Linked DNA regions of Mus musculus: regions 1 and 3 are each linked to region 2. The links are chromatin contacts, called in public HiChIP or PLAC-seq maps. All regions are on one chromosome and are shown on one strand. Each heading gives the region's core, a stretch centred on a gene start, on an enhancer-like site or on the middle of the called end of the contact. The rest is flanking DNA. Distances are from core to core; before and after follow the strand shown. Region 1 overlaps Osbpl3 (oxysterol binding protein-like 3). Region 2 holds the start of Igf2bp3 (insulin-like growth factor 2 mRNA binding protein 3). Region 3 holds the start of Osbpl3 (oxysterol binding protein-like 3).

What was found. HiChIP or PLAC-seq counts read pairs in DNA pulled down with a chosen protein or histone mark.
Region 1: a contact with region 2 is called in an H3K27ac HiChIP or PLAC-seq map of extraembryonic endoderm stem cells, with 4 times the contacts expected there. The contact joins the enhancer-like site here to the promoter of Igf2bp3 in region 2. A contact is called at or near these places in 3 of 39 promoter capture datasets (the 3T3-L1 cell line, cranial neural crest and pre-B cells) and 1 of 115 datasets of contacts at active chromatin or transcription factors (extraembryonic endoderm stem cells).
Region 3: a contact with region 2 is called in an H3K27ac HiChIP or PLAC-seq map of embryonic stem cells, with 4 times the contacts expected there. The contact joins the promoter of Osbpl3 here to the promoter of Igf2bp3 in region 2. A contact is called at or near these places in 4 of 115 datasets of contacts at active chromatin or transcription factors (astrocytes, cardiomyocytes, embryonic stem cells and 1 more).

The regions. Positions count from the first base shown.
Region 1 is chr6:50,375,487-50,379,663 of GRCm38.p6, reverse strand. The region is part of intron 2 of Osbpl3 (oxysterol binding protein-like 3); the gene reads left to right. Among named protein-coding and RNA genes, the nearest start is that of Gm52900, 4.1 kb to the left of the region's middle. Within about 2 kb of position 1,628, at least 157 of the 459 cell types and tissues checked have an H3K27ac peak or open chromatin away from gene starts, as enhancers often do.
Region 2 is chr6:49,213,254-49,217,230 of GRCm38.p6, reverse strand. Igf2bp3 (insulin-like growth factor 2 mRNA binding protein 3) reads left to right here and starts at 2,277. Exons shown (of 15, transcript NM_023670.3): 1 at 2,277-2,934; 2 at 3,904-3,964. The coding sequence starts at 2,760. It overlaps D030074P21Rik (a long non-coding RNA gene), which reads left to right and starts at 3,971. Exons shown (of 2, transcript XR_869057.2): 1 at 3,971-3,977.
Region 3 is chr6:50,454,557-50,458,677 of GRCm38.p6, reverse strand. Osbpl3 (oxysterol binding protein-like 3) reads left to right here and starts at 2,324. Exons shown (of 24, transcript NM_001347213.1): 1 at 2,324-2,853.

The DNA of each region.
Region 1 (4,177 bases), core at 379-2,878, 1.2 Mb before region 2:
TTTATTCTCCCCCCACCCCCCAATAAACTCTTAACTTCTCCCTTTAGTTGCTGTCCTTAGAAACCTGAGAAAATAACGCAGGGGCTGCCTCCTTGTGTTTCCTTCAAGCACAATAAAGAAGCCTTGGCCAGAGACATAAAGTGGCAGGGAGAGATGACAAACTAAAGAAGTATGCTTTAGACATGGCTGAGGGCTCTACAGGCATTTCAGAGAAGTCTGTGAATGGCACGCATGAAAAGGAAGACATGCCCACAAGGTTTCTGAGCCTGTCCCAAATGGAACAGGAAGTGAGGCGTGTGCCTGTGGGAAGACATGTGCTCCTAATAACTCTTGCTACCAATCTTTGGACATGGCTTTTCTACAGAGTGCAGAGCCGGATAAAATGCCGCCTGTAAGTGGGATGCATCCCAGCCTCCAGCCGTCAGGATGCAGAGAATGACTCCAGCTACAGGAAACATGACTAATACTTTCATAGTCCAAAAGTAAAGCTGGAGTCCAAAAGGGAAACAAAGCTGTTTGGGGATGGGGAGAGGTGGAGGAAAGGCTTTATGGAGAAGGCACTGTCTAAAATGGTTTGAGGAGGATGGAGGACATTTCTGCAGATGGGGAAGAAAAAGCGGGTGAGGAGGGGTTCCATGAAGACAGATGAATGAGGATAAAGGCGTGCCACTGTGGGAGGGTGGAGTACCCTGAGCTTTTATGAGTGTGATATTTTGGAGATGGAGGTTGAGTAGTAGCAGCTAAAATATTGGCATTTCAAAATTTCCTGTCATCAACATCTGTTGTCAGGTGAGAAAACCACCCATTTAGTAATGTGCATCAAGTGGCAGAGAGCTGGAGTCCAAGGACCTCCGTAAACGGTATCGGTATCGTGGCAAGTGTCACACGCCGGCTTTGCGATGTCTACTTACCCTCTGCAGCTTGGGGATGAGGAGCAGGAGGGAAAGCCTGGGCCGTGACGAGGTCATGGGACTATGAGATGAGTAAGGAAGTAAGCAAGGAGAGAAACAGGATCCGTGGTTTTGAGAATAAAAGAATATAAAGCCAGTCGGAGGTGATGAGCATAGAGGAAGCCACTCTTGGTATTTGGGAATCTGGGAGGAGTCTGTTTGGATGAGGGCTGTGTGGTTGGTTGGGAAATCAGAACCAGGTGTCAGCTTGACCGCCAAGAGAGTTACTAGGAGCTTTGATGTTGGAGGGATCAGTCCCGGGCCTCAGCAGGCTGTGGGGAGGGGAAAGAGCTGGGTGTGAGCTGCCTTACTGAAACTCTGGGCACAGGTAAGATCGCCGAGAGTGGAGTCGTCTAGGAAGAATACATGAGGGCAGAACCTTCATAGATGCCTCTGGTAGCGCTTGTACTTCCCATGAGCATGCGCAGGACAGCTAAGGCGTGGAAACACCCTAAGGCCCGGGGACCCGTGAATGCATCAAGAACCCAGTGCCAGCATGTGGCCTGTCATACAACCAGAACAATCCTATTGCAGACAAAAGCATGGATCATGTGTTAAGTGAAATTGGCCAGTTGCAGAAAGAGGAACACTGGGCAGCCTCACTTATGTAAGCTGTCTGAAATAGTCACACGCAGAGACGCAGCGATGGGAGGAGGGAGAGAACAGGATGTTGCTGGGCTGGTTACAGGGTTGTGTTTCTGCAAGGTAAGCTCTGGAGATCTGGTGAGCAACCTCCTGCCTGTAGATAAGAAGCCTGCGCGGTACACCCGAAGTCTGCTAACTTCACATTAAGTACTCAGCCCACAATAAAAGTAAACACACAGAACCCATTAGATGCTGTACCTACAGATATAGGTTTAAGAGGAAGCAGAAAACATTCTCCAGCACATGACCTGGGAAGGCCCCAGGGTGGTTGCACAAGCATGCTAGAGTCATGTCTGCAGAGCTAAGGTTTGCAGTGAGCTGGGCTCGTGAGAGAAGCTGGAAAGCCCGAAGACTATAAGGCTGGAGCCCCAGACCCAGAGCAAAAGCTGCTGGGTTTGGTTCTTTTTTTTCTTCCTCTTCACAAAACAGCAAATCAGGTTGTTCCATCTTTTTCTAAGGAGAGCTAACTGGACAGGACAGGCTGAACATGGGGACATCACTCCTTATGGTGAGGCAGCCGGAGACAGGTGCCCCGCTGAGTCAAGCGACCCAGGGTGGTTTGGCCCCAGCACACAGCAGAAGACGTGTTCCCTCAGTCTTCTTGGGAGTTGGGTGGAGAAACTGTTGGGTATAATGATTGAGATTGGTACGAGGTACCCAGAGTGGATGGCCTCTGGGAAGACTGTTAAAGGGACTATCTGAAAAGCTCTAGACTAATACGCAACCCTGGTTGCACACCTTGATCTCCAGACCAGAATTTACGAGAAGATACTTCTATCTCAGCTTCATTCTGGAGTTACGGCTGATGTGGTTCAGGCTCCCACAGACAATGACCGGCATACAGGGGTGGATCCTAACTCTGCACAGGGTTCTGTCCACCCACTCTGAAATGCTGGAATGACTATCGTCCAGCAGAGCAACAGCTCACGCTTAGGAAAGGAAACAGTTTGGGTTCTGCTTAAGATGTGCACAGTCACTCTAGAGTCCTTTCGTGGCTATGTGACTAGATCATCAGAATACCTCAGTGCAACATTCTTCTTCAAACTTAAACCTGAGGGTTGGAGGAGGAGACCTGTCTCAGAACCAGGAAGAAAAGATTTCTTAATACCATAGAGGTAATTGGTGTGATGGCTTGAATAAGAATGGCCCTCATAGGCTACTATATTTGAATGCTTAGTCATCAGGGAGTGGCACTATTTGAGAAGGACTAGAAGGTGTGGCTTTGTTGGAGAGGAAGTGTGCCTTTGAGGTGGTTTGTCTTTTTGTTTTTTGTTTTCTGGTTTTTTGTTTTTTTGTTTTTTTGTGTTTGTTTGTTTTGAGGTAACCACCCTGGCTCATCTGTGTTTTGGTTTTCTAGGGAGTGGCACACCAAATCTTGCCTCATGATTTATAGAGTAGGAACAGGGATTAGAAACATGTGGAGTTGATATTCGCCACCCACTGGTTAAGGAATGGATACAGCCAGCCCCAATGTGCCTTGGAATGGTGGTGAGGGTCTCCTCCAACCTCCCAAGAAATAAATACCAGAGACGTTGGATCCTATGCTGAGGATAAAATATTAATCTGTCCAAGTGGTGCCTCAACGTGTGCCTCAGAATCACCGGGAGGACAGGTTATAACCGGCCCCTGAGCTCTGCCCTCTTTTGAGATTCTGTAATCTGTGTTGGAGTCTGGTACTATCAATTTCAAACAAGTTCCAGCACCACGACTGGAGGCCACTGTATAAGGGACAACTACCACATCCACGCTCAGGGCCTCTGCATGGCTACGCCAGGGCTGTCAGAGGAAAGGATTCCTGCATCCACTCGCGAGGACTCCACAGGATTGGGATGGGCCACTGGAGGTATCTTGATTGCATTGGCCTACAAAAGCCGTAATGATAAATGCCTCAGGAGGCATGTGGGACCAGGAGTCCAGTTGCTGATTCAGGGATCTCTGAGATGCTGACATGAGGACGGATCCATGAAAGACACTCAGGTGTTCCCACGTCACTTAGTGACCCTTGGATGAAAAAAAAAACTTTATCTAACTCAAGGAACATGCTGATCTGAACAAAATGTAATAGCTTCCCTGTCATACACAGAATGGTCATTTATATCCATTCTTCTTTTACTGTGGCTTTTTCCAGTAAAGTGCACCAAGCTTAGAGTACATATAGAACTGTATTTTGGCAAATATGGAACTACCACCTGGCTTGAGGAACAGAACTTCTGCAATTCCCAGCAGCCCCTGCGGCTGATCCTCCTGTAAAGGGAAGTGCTGAAAAATCTCTTCTAATTCTTGTGGTGTGCTGGAGGGGCCTCACAGGTTCTGTGTATCAACCTATTACAAGTGTTTGATCTATGACAGAATTCAGTGTAAGGCCTGCTTTCAAGTCAGCGTTATCACCAAGAAGGCGGGGACCCATTGACTCGCCCCTTCTTCTAAATCATGTAGCCTGCACATCCAAAGTGCAACGCCAAATACTGAGGCCAAGGCGAAGTTACCCCACCAGGCCTCAGAGCTGGCCTAGCACTGTTCAGCTTCTTTAGAAAGCTCTCAGATCAAGCTGGTGGAAAACCAGTTGTATCTACAAGTCTAGT
Region 2 (3,977 bases), core at 1,028-3,527:
TTTTGTTTTTGTTTTTAATTTTGCCACGGAGTGTATACTCAATCTCCCAAATGTTTGGCAGATTGGAAGTGGTTTATGTCCACTACCTTTTTGATGTTTCAACTTTATTATTGGAGTGTTAAGGTCCTAGACAAAGTATCCAGTTTGTTACAACAATAAAACATTAAATTCACAGGCGCCCAGGAACATATTCATTAAATTGACACACTCTTGGTTTAAATTCCAGCTGTTAAGATTTGTTTGACAGTGACAGATAAAAATAATATATCCCATGTTTTTAAAAGTAGTTATTTCGTTAGATATAATTTTCAATAAAACAAAGTACATTTAATCCAGGGGAAGGGGGAATCAATACAATTTGGTAGCAAGCTGATCAGTTTGCTATTAAAAAATATTAAGTTATATGATCATATTCAAAGTGATTTCCAGAAAAGCAAACATTACAAATCAAAACATTTCTCCAACAAGGCTTGGTTCACAAGTACTACAAAATTAAATTCGTAAAATTTATAGTGATTTTTTTTGAATGCCACAGAAGTCTAAAGGAATACATATTTTCCTTGAGAGCTGCTTCTCTTTCCAAATGCATGAAGGCGAAGAATAACTTTTTAAAATAGCTAGCTTAGCCTTAAAAATTCACTTCCAAAGATGTTCTTTCCAGATTTCCAATAGTTCTGAATACTGTCTCATAATTTCATAAAGACCATTTTACTAAATTAAACTTAGGTGAAAATACTATTAAAGTTTGTTTTCATTTATACAGTTGGGTTTGCTTAGCAGGAAAGAAAAACCTGTTAGAAAGAATAGTTGCATTGAAAATGGGTGATCTGACACCTTCCGGTTACTTCACACAGAATTGTAAGTTCCTTTTAAAGACAAAATGCAAATACTCTAGATCTTTCAATAATTTCACGTTTTAAAAACAAGCTGCTACTTGTTTTTCTGTCAGAGATAAAGTATTATTAAGTTTTTTTTTTGAAAGAGAACACCATATCAAATTATCAATTGCTGAAGGCGTTTGTAGTATGAAGCACATATTTTCTCTATTCACATTTTTCAACTTGCGAGAGTAGCAAAACATTAGATTTCTGCCTGTATTTTCAGGCTATATAGAGCTTAATTTCAGTCATCCAAACCCGGCAATTTCTCTTTTCCATAAAATGCCTGTTAAAAATATATCACAAGTTATCTTTGAAGCCTTTGAGTAGAGCACACAACCATTAAGCCACAGTTGAAGGTTTTCACAAGGACAGGGGTACTGCCCTTTTTTCCCTATTCCTGTTCTCCGGCTCACATTTAGTAGGATCAGGAAGGCTCCACCGGGCCCAGACCCAACCCCCCAACCACCATTGTGCTCGTTACCTACAGGGAAAATTATGAATGGCTCTCACAGTCAAAGGAAGGCGGAAAGAGCCGAGGAATAGTTTCCCAGCGCGGCCGCCACCTTAGGCTGACGCTGAACAGGGTTCCCTTAGAGTCCCAAGTTCTTTAACAAAAATTATTTAAATAAAAGTATCAGTCCTCCCCCACACCCAGCCCTCCCCCTTCGAAAAACCACAGGAAGCGAGGGTTTCCCTTTAAGTACCGACTTTTCCCACTCGGCCACCCCCAGCCCCACAGCCTCCGCCCCGCGCCCCTCCCCCACGCGGCCAGCCCGCCCCCGGCCTCATTTATCCAGAGTCTTCTCGTAGCCGAGCAGCCAATGAACGGCGAGGCGGAGAGCCACCCGGAGCGCAGGCGGAGGAGGTGTCGCGTAGACACCCGCCCAGGACGTCGGCTCCCCTCCCCCACGCCGGCCCGGGCCGCCCCGCTTGCTCGGTCCCCGGGGCCCTCGAGGGGAGCGGCGCTCTGCCCCCGGGTTCTACTTTCCCCGGTCATCAGAGCCACCGACTGAGTTCGAGATTGTCATTCAGATTTCGTTGTTAAGTGACCCATTTTTTAAAAATCGAATGGTTACAAACTACGGTAACTGCAACCGCGGGACCCCCTAACCGCTTCCTCATCTTAAGGAAAAAGGATCGTTCGTCTGACCCTCCCGAGGCTCGGACCCTTTGGAAACTCGCCGTGCCCATCGCGCCTGGCGCCGGCTGCAGCGGCTGGACGCTCTCCACCCCCTCCCCGGCTCCGGCTCCGGCTCCAGCTCGGGGTCCCTCCTCGCCCAATCTCGCTTCCCCTCCCCCTCTCGCTTTTTTTTTTTTTTTTTTTTTTTCTCTTTCCTCCGAAACCCACTCTAATTGAGGCGCTGGGATTCCTCACGTGAGACGTTGATTTGTAGTTTGAACACGTGGCTCATTCAAAAAGCCGGACACTCGGAGCGGCTGCCCCCGCCCCGCTCCCCTCGCCGCTGCCAGTCACCCCTCGGGGTTTTTTTTTTTTACGGGGAGGCGGCGCCTGCCCCACGTAGTGTGATATTTTCACAGCCCGCTGGCCGCTGCCAAAGGGGTTGGGGAGGAAGAGACAAAAAGTAGTTTCCCCCCGCGCCTCCTCCTTTCTCTCGCTAATCCCGCCTCCTCCCCAGAGTTAGGAAGACTCGACGCTGGGCTCGTCGCTAGGCTTTTTCTTTCTCTCTTTTTTTTAATACCCAGAAGAGGAAAAAGGACCCTGGGATCTGGTTTTCGCCCGCCGCTCCCGTGCTTGGGTCACTGTGTGGGTTTGAAAGCCAAGAGGAGAGGAACAAAATCCACCGGCTCCATCCTCCGCCGTGGGTGCTTTTTTTAATTTAGCATTTTCCTCGGGTTTTAAAACGACCCCTTTTCACAATGAACAAATTGTACATCGGGAACCTCAGCGACCACGCCGGCCCCGCGGACCTGGAAAGTGTCTTCAAGGACGCTAAGATCCCGGTGGCGGGCCCCTTCCTGGTGAAGACGGGCTACGCGTTCGTGGACTGCCCGGACGAGGGCTGGGCCCTCAAGGCCATCGAGGCGCTTTCAGGTGGGGCCCGCGCGCGTGGTCGGGGCCTCCCCGTCTCCGCAGCTGCCATCCGGGACCCCGCTTGCGGGGCGGGTGGGGGTGGGGAGGGGGACGCGCTGTCAGTCGCGGGGCGCGGCGCGGCGCGTGCTGCAGGCCGGGCCAGGCGGGCCTTGGGGCCCAGCGTGGACGCCCGCCGGGCCCTCTGTCTGGTCGCTGTCCCCCAGCCGTAGAGAACAGAAAGTGGCCTGAGCCTACGCCCGGGGGGAGGCCGCGTCCAGGCGGTCCCGCTCCACGCCGCCGCGTCCACCTCGCGGGGTCGTTAGAGCGAAAGGGGCAGGTGGGCGGCGGCGGCCGGCTGTTGCCAGAACGGCAGCCCTGCCACGCGCGGCGCCGCAGTCCCGGCCCGTGCGCGCAGCCGCGGCCCGGGTGTCTGAGTGCGCTCTGCCTGGATGCCCGAGGGGAGAGCAGCTGTCCGTGCCTTTCGGTTTCCACCGTCCCCAGCTGGACTCGAGGCCGGCGCCTTGATGGGTCAGCGCGCGTGGACCAGCACCCCGGCCGCCCAATCTCCTCCTGGCACCCTGGCTCTTTAATCCCATCGCCCAGTGCTCCAGGCCAACCTGGATGTGGACCAGAAAGAAGGCCGCGCGCCCCCATGGCAGGCTGTTTGTTGGGGGTGTGTCTCTTGCAGACCTTGGGGTGCGGGGTGGCCCTTGGAGGGGGTCAGGAGGCGAAAATTGCAACCCAAGTGGTGAGCCTGACTCTTGCTCTCCCTCCCCAGCTTTCTGCAAGTTAAAAAGCCACACCCACCCGAAGGGTCAGCTCTGCACCCTCTCCTTGCCCTGCTCCTCCCTTGTCCTTGAGTCGGGTGGGAATCTTGGGGCCCTGCTGAGGTCACTGAAGCAGGGTGTGTTTTCTCTTAAAGACTGTAGATTTCAAGGTGGGGAAAGCTGCTGAATTTAGCCCGTCGTCTTGCCTCTTGTGTGTTCACAGGTAAAATGGAACTACATGGGAAACCGATGGAAGTTGAGCACTCGGTCCCTAAACGGCAGAGGTGAGCGGATTTA
Region 3 (4,121 bases), core at 1,075-3,574, 1.2 Mb before region 2:
GCCCCACATGGTGGAAGGAGAGAACCAAGTCCTGCAAGTTGTTCTCTGGCCTTCACATTTATGCAGTGCTGCGTGTACACACACACACATACACACACTGACATTTGATAAAAGGAAAGAAAGAAAGAAAGAAAGAAAGAAAGAAAGAAAGGGAGGAAGGAAGGAAGGAAGGAAGAAAGAAAGAAAGAAAGAAAGAAAGAAAGAAAGAAAGAAAGAAAGAAAGAAATTAAGCCAACGTAGAAAAACCCTACAAGGTGGTGGAGTCTCTAGAAAGATCAACAGCATTTGTTCAGCTCTTCAGAGAAGAAGACTCTCGAAACTTACTATATGCAACCATTGATCTTTCTCTAGTACATTCAGATCGTTGTGCTAAAATAGGACTGTGGGGAAAGCTAATTTTAGGACAGTAACGAGCTTTTGCAAGATAATTAACTCTGCGTGGGTTTCAACTTTAATCTTTCCCCTCTTGATTTGTAGGAGTGGAGCGCCTGGAAGTTTATTTAGAAGAGGAAGTGAAACTGAAAAGACTGGCTGAGATTCCTCTTTCTTGGAGGCAAAGCACTTTGAATATGAACAAATCTCTCATCCTGACTCATTAACTGCCTTCAGTACCAACAGGGAACACACAGTCAGCTTGGAAGAAACTTAAGAAAAATCCAAGGACAGGATGCCAGCTTAAACAATAAAACCATAGCTTTCTGTCCAGCCTTGGCTACTAGGCCATTTGGTACAGGCTACCACCTCGTTGTGTTCCAGGTAACTATGAATTAGGCTCAGCACAATATGTGTATGTATATAGTTATGTGATTGTGTAATCTGGCGTGTGAACTTTGGAGACGATAAACACCATTTACAAAGTCCAAAGGTTGGATTTGCCTGTAGCAAAAACATTTCTGTGGGATAAAAGGCATGTATTCGGTAGAAAAGCTGGCCTGGATGCAACAAGATGATTTGGAGTAGGGAGGGGAAAAAAAGTGAGTGTGACTCAGGCACCTGAGCTGGGCGTGGGCAAGGTGCCTCAGGCCTGCTCCTCGGTGCTCCTTCCGGTTTGGTGTAGTTTAGGAAGCCCTGCATCATTTATATAGGGATTGCCGAGTGCTAGGGCTCACAGCATCAAGAAAATCTGCTTTCTTCGTCAAACTTCCCCGGCCACCTGGCAGAGCCAAAGACAGTTCCAGAGAGTGTATCCGTGGAAGGTTCCAGAAAGTGAATATCCAAACCTAGTGAATGAAACATGGTTTATACAGATGTGAGAAAGAGCCTCAGAGACGTTCATACAGGGTCAGCCTGACAACGGTCAGCCGCTGGTGGAGGCATGTACTTGGCACTCTGGAACATCTAGAGTGTCAGCAGCTGAGCCAAAGGAGCCAACATGCCCAGTTCGGTGAGGCAGGCCAGATGGATCTTAAAGGGGTTAAATACATCTGCAGTTCCTAGTGCCCAGAAAGCGTTTCCTGAGCCTGAGAGCTGCTGAGTCCTTCCTGCTATGGGAGCCTATTTGAGAACCTCCTCCCAGAGGACTTCAGGGGCCTGAGCTTCTTCCATCACCCCTTCGGAGGCTCTCTGCATGGCGCTCTCTGTGCTAACAGTTCACCAATGTTTTCCTGATTATTCACATATATATATATATATATACTCTCTTTGGTTTATCGTCTGCGTCCTCTCTAAAATGTAGGTTCTGAGAGGGCAGAAACCCGGTGTGCCTTTACCGCAGGTGCAGGATCACATCTGTTCCTGGCATTCATCATTCCCTGCCCACCGGGCCACCTGCGGCGCTGGACTCATGTGCGGTTTGCAAATTGACCTCAAATTATCAGTGGCTGACATCCAAGCTAGGATTCTGGCAAGTGGGCGGTGAAGTCGGATGGGCCTGGACATCTAGCCAGATGCTCCTGCGTTTCGATCGCAAACTACACTGCATCTTCTTTCCTAACCTATGGACGGGAACTGTAACAACAACAACAACAACAACAACAACAACAACAACACCTTTCTCCCTTCCTGCCTCCTCTGTAACCCTATACCAATCTGGACAACTGCTTCTGGGGGCCAGGTCCCCAAAGTCCGAACCAGTTTCTAATATCTTGTGTCTAACCCTTGGCTCACCACATATTTCCCCCTTATTTATTCTCAGCTCTTTTCAGTGTTCAAGTGATTATTGTCCGTTGGACTACTTTAGTCCCCTGGAATCTTCTCCTTAAAACAGCTCCTTTCGCGCGAACCTCAACTTCCTCCTAAGTCATTCACTAAATATTTATTGAAAGCCTAAGGGGCACACACTACTCTAAGGATGCTGGGAGCCGCTGCCCCGCCCAGCCACACCTACCATCACTCTCCACCGCTCCACACGCCCTGAACCCTGGCTGGCGTCACGGAATCCGCCTGCAGCTTCCAAGTCCAACGCCTCACCGCCTTCCCCCGATGACTCCTGATTGGTGGGAGTGGGAGCCACTCTGCTGCCCCCCCTCCACCGCCCTTTTCACGTTATTCCGCCCAGTGGAGAACTCAGGCTCCTCCTCTTAGCTCCCTCCCCTCGCTCCAGCTCTTCAGCTAATTGCCCGGCAGCGCGCGCCCTAAAGTTCTAGGCGAAGTATTGAGAACTGGTCGCGGGGATCGCACACCGGCCAGTAGCAGGGGACCAGGGACCCCGGCACCAGGAGAGCTGGTGCACTGCGCGGGCTCTCGCCCACCATCTGTCTGCGAGCAGCGCTCGGCGCCCCAGTCTCCTGCGGCTGGTGCTGGAACTGCCGTCGGCTGAGACTTGCAGGGACCCGAGAAGCCCGGTTTGCGTCCTTCTCGGTCTGAAGCACGCACTGGGGAATCGAGAAGCGTCCCCAGCAGCGGAACACTTAGGTGAGCAACAGGGCGTCCGCCCGCCTGGGGTTGAGCTGTGGTGGAGGCCCCGAGAAGGCTCGGGGACGCAGCCATTCTCTATGGTTCAGACTGTGTCTGTGGTGGTCCCGGGAAGCCCGGGTCCACGGGGCAGCCCTGAGACTAGGAGGTCGTCTGTCGTGTAAGCGCCAGTTTTCTGGGAGGAAGCACTCTGGTGCTGCTCACCCTGGAGCTGTGCCCCTCGAGTTACAGCCTGGCGGGGATGGACCCGGAGAAGGAGCGGATCTCAGGAGCCTGCGTGCGGGTGCATGAGGATGCCGCGTAGAGGAGCTGTCCCGGCACAGCCTGGCGCTGTGACGGGCTGGAGGCACAGGAAACCTGCTTAATTCTGCCAGGAGGAAGGCTTTACTACACCCTCGAGCTTGGGGCCCTGCGGTGCAGGCACCTCGCTCTTCGGCCTCCCCAGTCAGGTCACACCGCTCCACAGTGTCTGCACTGGGACCGAGAGCACCCTTCCCTTGGGGCTTCAAGCACTCAGCGGGTGATTGGTGCCTCTGGCGTCTCCCGTGGCATTGTCTTGTGTCCTTCAGACACTTCTTAACCAGCCGCGCGCCTCCCAGACTGTTGGAGCTGAGAGGGACATAAAGTTGTCTCTCACCTTGTGTCAGGGAACGGGGCTGGGGCATTGGAGTCCCCTCCGATGTCGCAGTGCCCTAGGAATCTGATTACTTGATGAGATCGTTTGGGTAGTGTATTTTATTTACACTGTAGCTGCAGAAGATGGTTTCAGAGATAGGTAAGCATAGCTCTGACTTTGGGTCATCCACACTCAACACTCTAAGCATCATACAAGGTGAGGACCTCCTTTTGGCCTCCAGAAACCTTCAGACAGATTGCAGTGCATCCAGGCTAAATGTCCATTCTGTCCATCAACTCCACACTGCCCTGTTTGCAGCTCTTCACAGAGCCTAAAGCTGTCTGGAATCATCTGCTTGTTTTTCCATCTGCCAGCCTTCTTCCGCTGCTAGGATGCGAAGTCCTGGGAAAGCAGAGACCAGGTCCTATTTCTCGGTCGGTCCATCCTCAGTGTGGAGAAGGCAGCTCTCCACACTGCAGCCTCACACTACACATTTATGGAATGAGTAAATGTTAACTTCTTCATAATCTGAGACTATTGATTTCATGGCTGGTTTGGATTTTCATCTTTTTCCTTTTTTATCGGAAAAATTAATAAATGGCAGTAACTCCTGCTGATGAGCATGCACTAACCATCAAGGTATTTGCTGGGA